2 separate regions of the Sus scrofa genome follow, and region 2 is linked to region 1. The links are chromatin contacts, called in public HiChIP or PLAC-seq maps. All regions are on one chromosome and are shown on one strand. The core of a region is the stretch at or near the end of the contact, and the rest is flanking DNA. Distances in the headings are between cores, read along the strand shown. Region 1 has its middle 49 kb from the start of ZNF148. Region 2 overlaps ITGB5 (integrin subunit beta 5).

What was found. HiChIP or PLAC-seq counts read pairs in DNA pulled down with a chosen protein or histone mark.
Region 2: an H3K27ac HiChIP or PLAC-seq map of skeletal muscle shows a contact between it and region 1, with 5 times the contacts expected there. The contact joins two enhancer-like sites. A contact is called at or near these places in 2 of 47 Hi-C or Micro-C datasets (embryonic fibroblasts and subcutaneous adipose tissue) and 1 of 2 datasets of contacts at active chromatin or transcription factors (skeletal muscle).

The regions. Positions count from the first base shown.
Region 1 is chr13:134,917,471-134,923,714 of Sscrofa11.1, reverse strand. No RefSeq gene overlaps it. Among named protein-coding and RNA genes, the nearest start is that of ZNF148, 49 kb to the left of the region's middle. Within about 2 kb of position 2,279, at least 2 of the 83 cell types and tissues checked have an H3K27ac peak or open chromatin away from gene starts, as enhancers often do. A contact at or near this core is called in skeletal muscle, where this site is marked.
Region 2 is chr13:135,576,916-135,583,159 of Sscrofa11.1, reverse strand. It overlaps ITGB5 (integrin subunit beta 5), which reads right to left. Exons shown (of 15, transcript NM_001246669.1): 11 at 5,484-5,706; 12 at 913-1,016. Among named protein-coding and RNA genes, the nearest start is that of UMPS, 71 kb to the left of the region's middle. Within about 2 kb of position 3,774, at least 40 of the 83 cell types and tissues checked have an H3K27ac peak or open chromatin away from gene starts, as enhancers often do. A contact at or near this core is called in skeletal muscle, where this site is marked.

The sequences.
Region 1 (6,244 bases), core at 1,030-3,529:
CGTGGCTGGGAGATGAAATGTAGACATTTGGTGAAGAGAACTAATGACTAGAAGAATCCTAGGAGAGTCTGTTGGCCATTGAAGAATTCAACAAGAGCTGGATCTGAGCTTTACTGTTGTGCTTATGTATCTTTGCTCTGTGAATCTTGGGGTTATGGTGCTGAAACAGAGTTTGAACCGGATTCAGAAATCCCTTGAAATTAGGGAAGGGGCGGCCTAGGAGCCAGATGTCCTTGAAATGATGTCATTCCCAGGGCGAATCCCCTCTGGAAAGAAGAGGCTCTTCATTTAAAATGAGGCCCTAGGCATCCACTTCTTTCCACCATCCTCACTTTTCTGACCTTGGGGCCAAGGTGGTGTCCACGCTGTGGAGATGGGAGATCTGGGGTCAGAGAGAGGGACTTTTCTGTGTTCACTGTTCATTTGTATGCCTAAGCTTTCAGTCGAACCTGTTGAAGGGGGCTAGACTTGTCTCAGCGGGCCAGACTGTGCCAGAAGGCAACATATGCATACCTGGGTTAGGGCATCCAGGGGAAAGCAGTGAGTGGGAGGCAGGGGTCCAGCCCCGCTCTCCCCAAGAGATTCTGTCTCCTGACCAAACCTAGAAATTCTAGGTTGTATCTTACTAATATATCCAGCATTTCCTTATGACCAGCTACCCACCCATCTGCTTGGCCCCACAACCACAGCTGTCAAACCCAGGAATCCAGGCAATGTTAAGATCTTGACCCTTGGGTGCAGATCCCCAAGGTCATAACCGCAAGGGAGGTATAGTCACTTCCAAACCCAAGACCTGAGGCAGACAGAGGTGGAAGGGACCTCCAGACCAAGACAAGAGGTCCAGGAGGGTTGGCAAGACCTCTATGGGATGGATCTGAAGCCCTGTTGGGAGATGAAAATTGCCCTCCCCAGGATCTGGGAGAACTTTCCAGAGAGCCTCTCCCCCCTGCAAAGTAAGGTCAAGGGAAAAACATCCTGCACAACACTCAGTGCCCTGCCTGTTCCACACTGTGGCCTTTGGCCCCCAGGGCATAGGGTTCCAGCCCTGGGGAGGTGGTGCACAGTCCTGGGCCCAGGGCACCCACCACTGACTGTATCTGTGTGAGGAGCAAGCGTGGTTCGTGAGTGACTCAACTTTCTTTTGTCTCCCACTAGCCTTTAAACTTTATTCCAGGAAAGCTTTTCTCCTGCTGCAGGATGAAAATTCAGCCGGCCTCATGATTTCTGTGTGCTCAGTTTTCGGGAAGAGAGAACCTTGCAGTTATGTTAGGTCAGAAAGACAGTCTTGTTCCATAGTTACATATTAGTCAGTCTTCACTCTTCCTTCCCTCCTTCCCTCCCTTCCTTTTCTCTCTTTTTCTTTTTTGGCCAACCAGTGGCACATGGAGTTCCCGGGCTGCAGTTGTGACTTGCACTGCAGCTGCGAGAAGGTGGGATCCTTTAACTCAATGTGCCATGTTGGGATTGAACCTGCATCCTGGCACTGCCGAGACACGGCAGAAACGCTCCATCTCCACTCTTCGTTTAAAGGAACCTTCCTCTGTCACAGCCAAGGCTTGCAGTTGATGCTACCCATCTCTGGGAAAGGCTGCTTCTTCCTCCAACCTGATCCCCTCTCCTCCCCACCCAAGAGCGACTGTTCCCATCATCACTAGCTGAGGGCAAGGGCAAAGGATGAGGTAAGGGGATTGGCCACAAGCTGCTTGGCTGGACTGCTTTGCACTCTCTGGGCTGGTCGAGAATGGAAGCTCGTTTTCACTTGTGGGTGCTTTTGTGCATTGCTCTGAGACTCCCAGCCCTAGAGCTTTCTCCCCTGGTTCCCATGACCCACGCTTCATCTGTATTCTGAATGGTCATCTTTACTTTAGCAGCTTCTTGCTGCTCGGGCCCCACAGTCTCCCTCTGCTTGGCCCATGTCCCATCCATGGGCAACACTCACAATTCCCTTGGTTCTAACGAAGTCCCGCATGATCCTAAGATATCACCAAACACCAAACTCCTGGCTCTGCCTCCAAAGACCCAAGTCAGGACATCTGTCTGTCATAATCCAGAGAAAGGGATCAGACCCTGGGCTCTGTCCACCCTCTCAACTCCAGAAGGCTCCAAAGATGGCCACCATCAATGTCTTCCTTCTCTTTATATGCAATGCCTACTCAGCTATCAAGAGGGAGAACCTATCATTCCACCCTCTTACATGTGGACTAGCTTGTGACTGCTTAACTGATAGCGTGGCTGGAAGTGACTCAGCCAGTTCTGGACCTATCCTTTTAGAAGACGGGCAGTTTCTGCTCCCTCCCTGTTGGCACCCAGTATCCAAGCTGGGGGCAAGCCCAGGCAGCCACAAGAGAACCGATCCCCTCGGCCAACTCTCCCAGCTGACCTCCCAGCCAACTTGCCAACCAGGTGACAAGCCATTTTGGAGCTGACACCCCATGGAGCACAGGCAAATGTCCCCACTGAACCTGCTCTAATTGAAAGAATGTGGACCAATCAGTGATGATGGTTTTCTGGCACCACTTTTTGCAGTGGTTTGTCTGGCAGCACTAGGTGACTGAATCGCTTGGTCTATTCTCCAGGTACCCTGGTAGAAGCACCTCCCTCTAGGTTTGAGGTGATTTATCCAGTGGGATGGGGGATTCAGCAGAGCAACAGACCTCTCCCAGGAAATCTCTTGGCAAATGACCTTCTCTGCCACATGCTGACCCCTTTTCAGATCCCTGATCTGCCTGAGGAGCCCAAGAGTCGTGGAACCATGTAAATCAACTATACTTTAATAAAACAGAAAACAAAACTACAAACAAAACGAAAATAGAGTTGTGGAACCAATTCTTTTCATATTAACTCCTCAGTTAAAGCTGAGGCCCAGAGCACCTCAGGCTCAGATACTGTGGCACTGGGTCCAGGACTGGCTGGAGTGGACATGGATACATGGAGTCCTCAAGCAAATGGCCATGACAGTGATTTGCTTTAAAAAAATTTTTTTTTAGCTGAGAAATCCTGGCAGAATGCTATCTGAAGGCCCAAACGAGTTCAAAGCTCTGCCAGAGTTGAACAGGGAGAGGGATATCCCAGCTGGGCCAGGGGACCCCTTCTTCGTCCCTACAGTGCCCCGTACAACGACATAAATGGCCCGGGTTCTGCAAAGCACAACTGGAACACCACTTGTACAAGGCAACCAGCTTGGGCTTTGGAGTAGGTGAGCATCTCTGACCTCGCTTTCTGCATCTGTGAAATGTGCAAGAGAAAATACTTGCCTCACCATTTTTAGGGGAATTCGATGAGACCAAAAGCGTAAGCACATCTGTTCTTAGTTGGTAATCCACCAGGTCTGAGCCCTTCTCCTCTCATGTGGACTCAAGTCTCAAGTCAAGACAACAACCCCAGGCCTCTGCAGATTGCCACTGTGAGGCACAACCGAAGCCCCTCTTCTAGAGGGTGCCCGGACCAGCCCACGTCCTGTGGCCAAACCCCTGAGGAGGGAGGAGTTAGTTTGGTACCCCCTCCCCTGCAGGATGGACAGGCTGAGGCACTGGGGAGATGGCAACATTGCTGGGATGCCCCAAGGTCTTTTCAGCGCCCCACAGGACCCCCAGAACCCCCCAGAACCTCCTCCCTCACAACCACTGCTGGGTGCTAACTAGACAGACGCTAACTAAGTGCTCTCCCTGCGCTGTCAGGTTGAATCCCTGCAACAACCCCATGGTGTAGATACCATCACCCTGTTTTACAGGTTTAGGAAACAGGTTCAGGAGTTCCCATTGTGGCTTAGTGGTTAACGAACCCAACTAGTATCCATGAGGACGTGGGTTTGATCCCTGGCCTCGCTCAGTGGGTTAAGAATCCGGTGTTGCCTGAGCTGCAGTGTAGTTTCAAAAATGTGGCTCAGATCCTGTGCAGCTGTGGCTGTGGTGTAGGCCCGTAGCTGCAGCTCTGATTCATGACCCCTAGCCTGGGAATCTCCATATGCCACAGGTGAGGCCTTAAAAAAAAAAAAGAAAGAAAGAAAGAAAGTAAAAAAAAAAAAAAACCTGAGGTTCAGAGGTGTTGACAGTAATCCCTAACTGTGGTTGACCATCAAAAAAACTGAGGAGCTCTTAAAATGCACATTCCCAGGCTCCACCTCAGCACAACAAAACCAGAACTCAATTCTTAGGTATGAGGTATGTGGTCCAAGATCATGTACCTATCCAGGGGGAAGACAGAGCTGGGAAGGACCGAGAGCCAGACCTCCTCAGAATCTGCACCGTAGGTGCCTGCAGCTCCATCCTGGTCCCACCACGGCAAAGACAGAATTGAAACTCAGGCCACTCTCTTAGCCATGAAGCTCCCCAGTCCCAGGATCCCTGAGGGTAGGGCTTCATAAACATCAAAGCCACCAGAAACATCAAAGCCACCAGGACGGTCCTGCCCCCACCAACTGCAGTTTGTGATTCAGTAGGTCTGGGATGGGGCTGACAATCTGCATTTCAAAGGTCCCAGGTGCTGCTGCTGCTGCTGCTGCTGCTGCTGGTCCAGTCTTCACTGAGATCCACTGCCTTAGGGGAAAAGGAGGAGACAGTGCCTAGAGCACAGGCTCCTGCTCTAGATTTCTTCTCTAAGGGCGTGGGATGAAGGGTCTGGGGCCCACCTTGCAACCCCAAGAAATATGTACCCCAAGCTGGAGTGAATTCCTCCATCACTTCCCTGCACCCAAGCACCTTGATGCCAGGCGCCTAAGCTGCTCCCAGTCTCAATAAGGAAGACCATCCTGGGGAAGGGCCTACAGTTTCCGGGGGCAGAGAGGTTAGGCCTTACCCGGGCAGGTCTGATGGGATCTCTGGTTTCTGACTACTCCGTGTTGACCCCATCCATCCACGCGGGGCTTCCAGGATGGTGGTGGTGTGCTCCTACGTGTTTCTGTGCCTTGGCAGCCGCACATCTTCGCAGCTGACCAAGAAAAGATAAACCTGATTTAAAGTTCCTGGGCTCTCACCATTCCCTCATTGGGTAATTGTCCTGAGAGCAGTTGCAGACATTAGCACTAATTAGTTAATTTAATTTTATGTGTGCCTTGTTAGGGCCCCAAATTCAATCTACAAATTAATGGCAGCTTACATGCAAATGAGTGGAATTCACAGTCCCCAGTCTTCATGGTTTAGGTTTTGATTTTTTTTAAACAGCCTTACAGCTCATAAGCCATCACTGGGTATTTCCTTTGAATCCTCAAAAAACTGTTTCTGATTCATTAAGCACCTAATTGCACAGCTCTGAAGGGAAATTTCTACTAAAAATGAAAACCAGCATCTAGTGGGCCTTGGCCCCCTCATCACCCCCCCCAACACCGACTGCAAATTCAACTGCTCTCATGGCTCCCTCGGTGCCCTGTCCTAACTGACCTCTTCCTGACCATTGTCTGTTCCTCCCAGTGTCTCTATTCTAACCTAGGCACCCACACTGGGTGTCAGGACATGTGGGATCCTTCCACTGACCAGGTATACTGGGAAGACACCTTGCCTCTCTCAAGCTACAGAGGGTTTTTTGGCTTCCCTGCAGCCTACGGAGCTTCTGGGCCGGGGATCAGATCCAAGCCACAGGACCTAAGCCACGGCTGTGGCAACGCCGGATCCTCAGTCCACTGTACTGAGCTGGGGACTGAACCTGTGTTCCAGTGCTCCCAAGACACTGATGATTCCGTCACGCCACAGTGGGAACTCCTGGGCTATAGTTTTCTTATCTTAATACAGGACCAACAGGATGGTACTTCGGATGGAAATGGGAGCCACTGCTCCCCTAGGGCTGCAGTGAAGCTGGCCCTTGGGTCTGGGAGAGGAAGGATTTCTTCTGGGGGCTTCGGAACTCGACCCAGAGATGTTGTCAGGGCAGGGGGCAGTCCTGGGGAAGGGGGTGAGTTGATGCTGGCTGGGGGAGGTGCTGGGGGAGGTCCCAGGGTCACTGGGCTGCCACTTAATTTTTGCAGGCAGCTTCAGTGAGGGACAGCCTGCAGCTTCCATGGGGATGCAAAGAGCCCTGGGAAGGTCCAGAACTGTGGGAAGAACCAGCCCAGGCTGGCCGGCACCTGTGTGGAGAAATTCAAAAAGCTCCACCTCTGAAACACCATCATTACAGGAGCCCGGGCTGGCCTCTGGCTGAGCAACCTGCAGAGCCCTGAGAACAGCTGTGGCATGGGAGAATGGCCCTTTCAGCCTCTTGTACCTTCTCAGAGGTGAAATGACCACAACTGGGAACCACTCAGGTTCTCTAGATT
Region 2 (6,244 bases), core at 2,525-5,024, 660 kb before region 1:
CGGCATCCTCAGGAGCCATGACTTGGCCAGAGGATCAGTCAAGACGGGCGAGGCGGGAACAAGGAGTGGGGGGGCCTGCAGGAACAGGCCTGTTCTCTCCCCGACTGGAAGGGTGGCCCTCCATCTCCATTCACCGGCCTGAACACGCTCTGATTGTCTGAGTGCCAGCAGCACAGCAAGAGCTGCACTGGGCTGAGGCCAAATGGGGAGAGAATGGCTACTGATCACCAAACATGGCTTCCCAGCTTCCTGGGCACAGCTGGATGTCATTTCCTATCATCCCTGCAATAAATGTGGCTGGACGACTACGCTCTGGGGGAAGTTATCTGCACCGCTTCCAGGCCCGGCGCTTATAAACCTCCCACGTGACCCCTCCCTCTGTCTTCCCCATCTGCAGGCTCAGTGGAGAGGATTCTAAGGACCTAAGAGGGTGGAACCACAATCTAGAGGGTCCCTGAGCTCCTGCAGGACCACACGGAGGCCTTGTCAACTAGGAACCCCTCCACCAGAATTTCAAGGAGTGACAAAGTGACTGCTGCTTTAAGTCCCTGAGGCATGGGGTTTGGTTGTTGCAGCCGCAGTACTTATTCCAACTAACATACTGACTTCCCGAGAAGCCAGGAAGACGTGACTAGGAAGGGACTGGGCTCCAGTGATGGGGCAGAGACTTCTGAACAGGAGGTCTTAGGCCCTAGAGAGCCTGGAACATGTCCTCTAGCCCAGGTACCCCAAGTCCTCTTGGGGAGCCAGCAAAGACTGGCCAAGGGTGCTGAGGCTGCTGCCTAAGTCAAGGCCAGAACCACACTGCTGTCTGCCAGGCAGCCCGGAAGCTCGTACTCACGGGAGAGAACATCTACATGCCTGCAAAGATCCAGCCCAGGGAGGCTGCCCAGGGCCGCTCGGCACACTCACCGATGGTGTCCACCCGTGTGATCACCTCGTCCTTGCACAGGTTTTGGCAGGTCTGGTTGTCAGCTGAGCTTCCGGAGTGAAGCAGCAAACACTCGACACAATCTCTGTGGAAAGAGGCCGTGAACGTGGGGGTCAGATGCCGTGCAGCAGCTCCACCCAGGAAGCGAGCGCAGCCCCAGCCCTCTGGCAGGCCGCTGAAGGCTTTAACTTTCCCGTCTTCAGATGTTTGGCTTCAGGGACTGTTTCTGCTCAGCCCTTTCGGTTGCTATCATGCAGGGAAGCCCGAGGGTTCTTGGAGGAACATGAGTTGAGAGGCATATCTGGTCCACGTGTCAAGGTGCAGATGGGCGACCTTCGAAATTCTGATATCAGGAGACAAACCCGTCTGCACCCTGGAGCCTCAAATGCCTCACTAAGGAGTCTGAAAAAGTGTTCCCGGCCTCGAAGAGGGGTCCTTACACCCCCAGGACCCCAATTCCCAGGACCCCCCCCTGCCCGCCTGCGCATTCTTCTCTAGATGGGCTTTCAAGACAAAAGTATTGCCGCCTGGGTCCAGCCACACCCATGGACTCCTATCTCCAGGGCCAGACCCTGGGCTCCCGGGGCATCTGATTAAAGGGGAGGGCCAGCGGGAACCACTATCCTAGAGACTCCCAGGCCCTCGCCCCCTTCCCCCTCCCAGACAGAGCTCCAGCAAAGGAGCTAAGCTCGAAGGGTCTGTAAAGTTTCTGTGGAGGGAGAGAGGGTCCTGACCCCTCTGGGGGACTTTGGGGCTGTGGGAGCATAAATGGGATGGTGGGGACTCAACTCCAGGGAGAAGTGGGCTGGAACAGAACAACCTGCTGACAGTGGCCTTGCAGGGACTTTGCGAGATGATAGTGCCCGGTGGCCCACAAGGAGGGTGAGAACCCCCAAAACAGGGCCTCCTTGGGAAAACAGGGCAAGGGAAGCAAGAGCCAAGCATGCTGGGAGGGCCGCCACCTCCCTGCAGCGGTGCCCTGGCACCAGAGGGTGGCAGGTGGCCTCACAGAGCCTTGGCCAAGTGGGGGACAGCCGCCCTCCCTACCCCCCAGGCCTGCGGCGGCCAAGGGAGCTGTGTGTCTGGAAAGCTCTCTGGCAAAAACAGGGAGGGATATACAACCGCCAGGCATCACCTTCATTATGATCATGTTTAAGCCCCTCGGGACAAGGAGACCAGCTACTGCATGTCTGGGGCAGAAACCGTGCAGTGGTGCGTCAGGCCTGGAGGGAGCTGGGAGCCTTGTATTAAGTCGCTCTTCTTGTACAGGCAAGGGACATGAGAAATCAATGGTAGTGGGGTCCAGCACCCAGGTGCCCTGCCTCTCAGACAAGTCCCTCCCGAGGCCTTGCTCCACTTTCTGACCACAAAGGAGCAAAGAACGAGCAGATGGTGGAAAGAAAGTACAAAACCGTCTTACCGGGCTTGTAACATGCTTAAGAATTCAGAGTTTCTGTTGTGGCTCAGTGGTAACAAACCCGACTAGTATCCATGAGGACATGGGTTCGATCCCTGGCCTCGCTCAGTGGGTTAAGGATCCAGCGTTGCTGTGAGCTGTGGTGTATGTAGGCTGAAGATACGGCTCGGCTCTGGTGTTGCTGTGGCTGTGGCACAGGCTGGCAGCTGTAGCTCCGATTTGACCCCTAGCCTGGGAACCTCCATATGCCACAGGTGTGGCCCTAAAGATAAATACATAAAAATAAATTAAAAAATAATATGCTTAAGAATTCAACTATCCCAGAATTGGCCACAAAATCCCACTCTCCTGGGAAGGCTTTCACGGAAACATCTTGCGGTTACAAACAAGGTGGTAGTTTTTGCATTTCTCCCGAGGCCACAGCCCCAGTGGGCAGGGAACTGCGACCTGGCTAGGGACCAGGAAGGAGTGGCTCCAGCTCTGCTTATTCATGCTGATCTGCTGCCCCGCCACCACCACCAGGGATTAACACATTGCAAAGAAAGCTGGCTGCTGCCAGTCTCTGCTCCGATTCACCTTGCCCTCCATCTGCGCCCCCTGTTGTCATGAAACCACAAGGCCGCTTCCAGGGAACATGCCCTGATCATCCGTGCAGACATTATCAGTTTAACCTGTGTGCTCCACGTACTCGGTTGAAACTTGTGATATGTTGTGCTCATGTATTAAAATAAGCCTGGCCTTTAAACAAACAGGTTGCTGAGACAGACTTTGCTCAGGGAGCCTGTTAATTGAAATCAGCTGAGGCTGAACATGAACTCACCCAAGGTGAAGGGTATGTTTGGTTAGTTCGAGAAAGGACAGATTGGCTGCTCTCAAACCTCAGAGGAAAAACGGACAGAAAGGGAGTTCCCTTGTGGTGCAACAGGTTAAGGATCCGGCATGGTCACTGCAGCAGTGTGGGTCACTGCTGTGACATGACTTCAATCCCTGGTCTGGAAACTTCCACATGCCAAAGGTGTGGCCAAAAAAAAAACCCCAAAATGGACAGGAGACATTCCAAACCTGGTGGGTCTCAGCAAAGCAGCAAATAGAAACAGCTTGACATAAGGCACTATCAAAAAGACTTTGCTTAAAAAAAAAATTACAATGAGGCGGTAAATGAGACAGAGGGTCAGTGTGGCTCGGACACAAGAGGGAGTAAGGAGGTTCATTTACCGCGTCTCTCTGCTCCTTGCTCCTCTGGAATTGCTTAATGGATACCAAATCACCCAGTCCACGTCTCTAGCAAATGAACGCTTTAAACATTTAAGGGGAAGGCTATCTCCTCCGGGGCCTTTTAACTGACCCAAGCCAGTCCTCTACCGCCTTGTGCGCCAGAGGAAGGGAAGCAACGGGCTTTATCAGCTTTTATTAGTTCCATGTGTGTTGTCCTAGCTTGCCCTCCACCCCGCATCAACTTCCTCTACCCCAAGGACTGGAGCCTATACTCTGAAGGGTTCTGCGGCTGCGAGCTGTGGGGATGGCACCTCCCTCAGGCATTAACTGGCTGTGAGTCCAGGCTCAGATGTGATTCCACTGCTCTGTGGGCTCCAGATCCAGGATCCTCCGCTCCTCCGCTGGGTGGCTTCTATTTGGACTTCTGTTGTTTCTCTGCTCTTAGCAGGTCTACAGAGACTCTGTGTTCCCTCTCCCTTACCCTGCCTGGCCTCTTCTAATCACACAAAGTAAAATCTGGCCCTGTCTATCTTGTCTCTCCATCTGCAGCCAGCTTTCAATTACCCACGGCTGGATTATTGTGGCCGATGTCCAACCAGGGGTTCTGCCGCCCAGAGCATCTCTGAGTATGGATTGACCGGCAGCCGCGGCAGCTCAGGGAGTACAGACTCCTCTCATTATGAACCCGAGCCAGGCATTTGGAAGGGCCATCTGCCAAAAAAATTGCACATTTGTGTCTCCCAGCCAAAGGGAAACAACGTCTGTATTATTATTTGTTTCTAGTTATCTGTGCCCCTCCCTCCTGGCCCCTTCGTGCTCGGATGGTGACGGCACAGCTGCTTTTTTGGCGGAATTCAACAGAAACTGTCACTCTTGCTTTCCGAGGACATCACTCCTGGATGTCTTCAATGCCCTCCTCTCATGCACACCCAGGCAGACTGGCAGAGCTGTGGGGAGGTCCACAGGGGAACGTGACCCCATGGCTGAGTCGGGGAAGGCCTGGAGCCTGCGTCTGGACAAGCTCTGCATTCAGCAGCGGCACAGAGACCCGCTCCATTATCTGTACAAATGGAGCAGAAAATTCAAAAGCCACTGCAGTTGGTTCCTGGCATGCCTTATCTAGGTCGGGTGCCCTCCCATCCAATTTACCTTCTGACTATGGTTTGTTTAAAGCAGCCTTTCCCATGTGAGTGGCTTGTGAAACCATGTTGGGAGATGTTAATGGTGGGGGAGGGCAGGAAGCAAATTCATTTGGAAAACAAGATGCATGGGGGGAATCCCTTTTGAAATACGCAGTGGCCCAATAAAGGCTCAAGAAGATGCTATGTTGGTACCAGAATCAGTTTAACTGCCTTTAACTCAGTGGTTCTGAACTTGCTTAGGAACAGAGTAAGAGTCTTGTTTTGCTGCTGCTGTTGCTCTTTTTTTTTTTTTTTTTTTTTTTTGCCATTTCTTGGGCCGCTCCCACGGCATATGGAGGTTCCCAGGCTAGGGGTCAAATCAGAGCTGTAGCCACCAGCCTACACCAGAGCCACAGCAACGTGGGATCCGAGCCGCATCTGCAACCTACCCACAGCTGACGGCAATGCCGGATCATTAACCCCCACTGAGCAAGGCCAGGGATCAAACCCGCAACCTCACGGTTCCTAGTCGGATTCGTTCCCATGACGGGAACTCCATGTTTCGCTTTTTATTTTTATTTTTTAAACAAAATCCCCATGACACCAGTGTTTCAAAGACACTATTCTAGTTAATGTTAGTAAGAGTTTCACTCTCCAGCAAGGCCGAGTGGGAAGGTGCCTGAGATGGGGAGTGAGAGGCTGGCCGGTGCTGAGGGCTGGTGGCCGGATGTCAGGCCTGGTCTGCAGAAGAAGGTGGGGTGTGGGGGGCAGTGGAGAGGGCTGTGGGGAGGGTCTTTACCTCTTGGTGCTGCAGGCGTCAGGGCAGGTCGGGCATTTCTCACACTTCTCCCCAAAGGCCCCTGGCTCCGTGCACTGGCACTGCCCACAGACACAGTGCCCCCGGTCGCTGCAGATCTGGCCATCCCTGGCCTGGCATGTGCTGATGTCTGTTGAGCAGTTACAGTTGTCCCCAATATAACCTGCGTGGCACTTGCATTCTCCACAGTGACACTCGCCATGGCCTAAAGGGACACACACAGCACATCAGCGCCTGCCTGCATGCACGAAGACACAACCAACAACCCAGCGCCTGCCATGTGCCAGGCACTGGGAATCCAACAGACTAAGATACTAACTGTGCCCTTGGAGACTGTCTGGGCCAGACACAGAGGCCTGGGCAGTGCATGTGGCCCAGCTGGGTCCGGTGCTGCTCCAAGTTGGTCCAGAACTTGACCAAGTCATGCCACTGGCCCAGGACCCCAGAGAGCTTCTTGCTGTCTACCTTGTCATGTGAATAATGGCCCCAGAACCAGGACTGTTACCTCATACAGGGCAGAAGAGACTTTGCAATGTGATTAAGTGAAGGATTTTGAGAAAGAGATTCTCTTGGATTATCCAGGGGGGCCCTCAATGCCACGCCACGCGTCCACATACGAGGAAGGCAAAGGGAGAGCTGACTCCAGAAGGTGGTGGCAAGGGACAAGGGAAGCAGCATGCTGCGCTGCCTTCTTTGAGGATGGAGGGAGAGGCCTGGAGGGGCCACGGAATGCAAGGAACGCA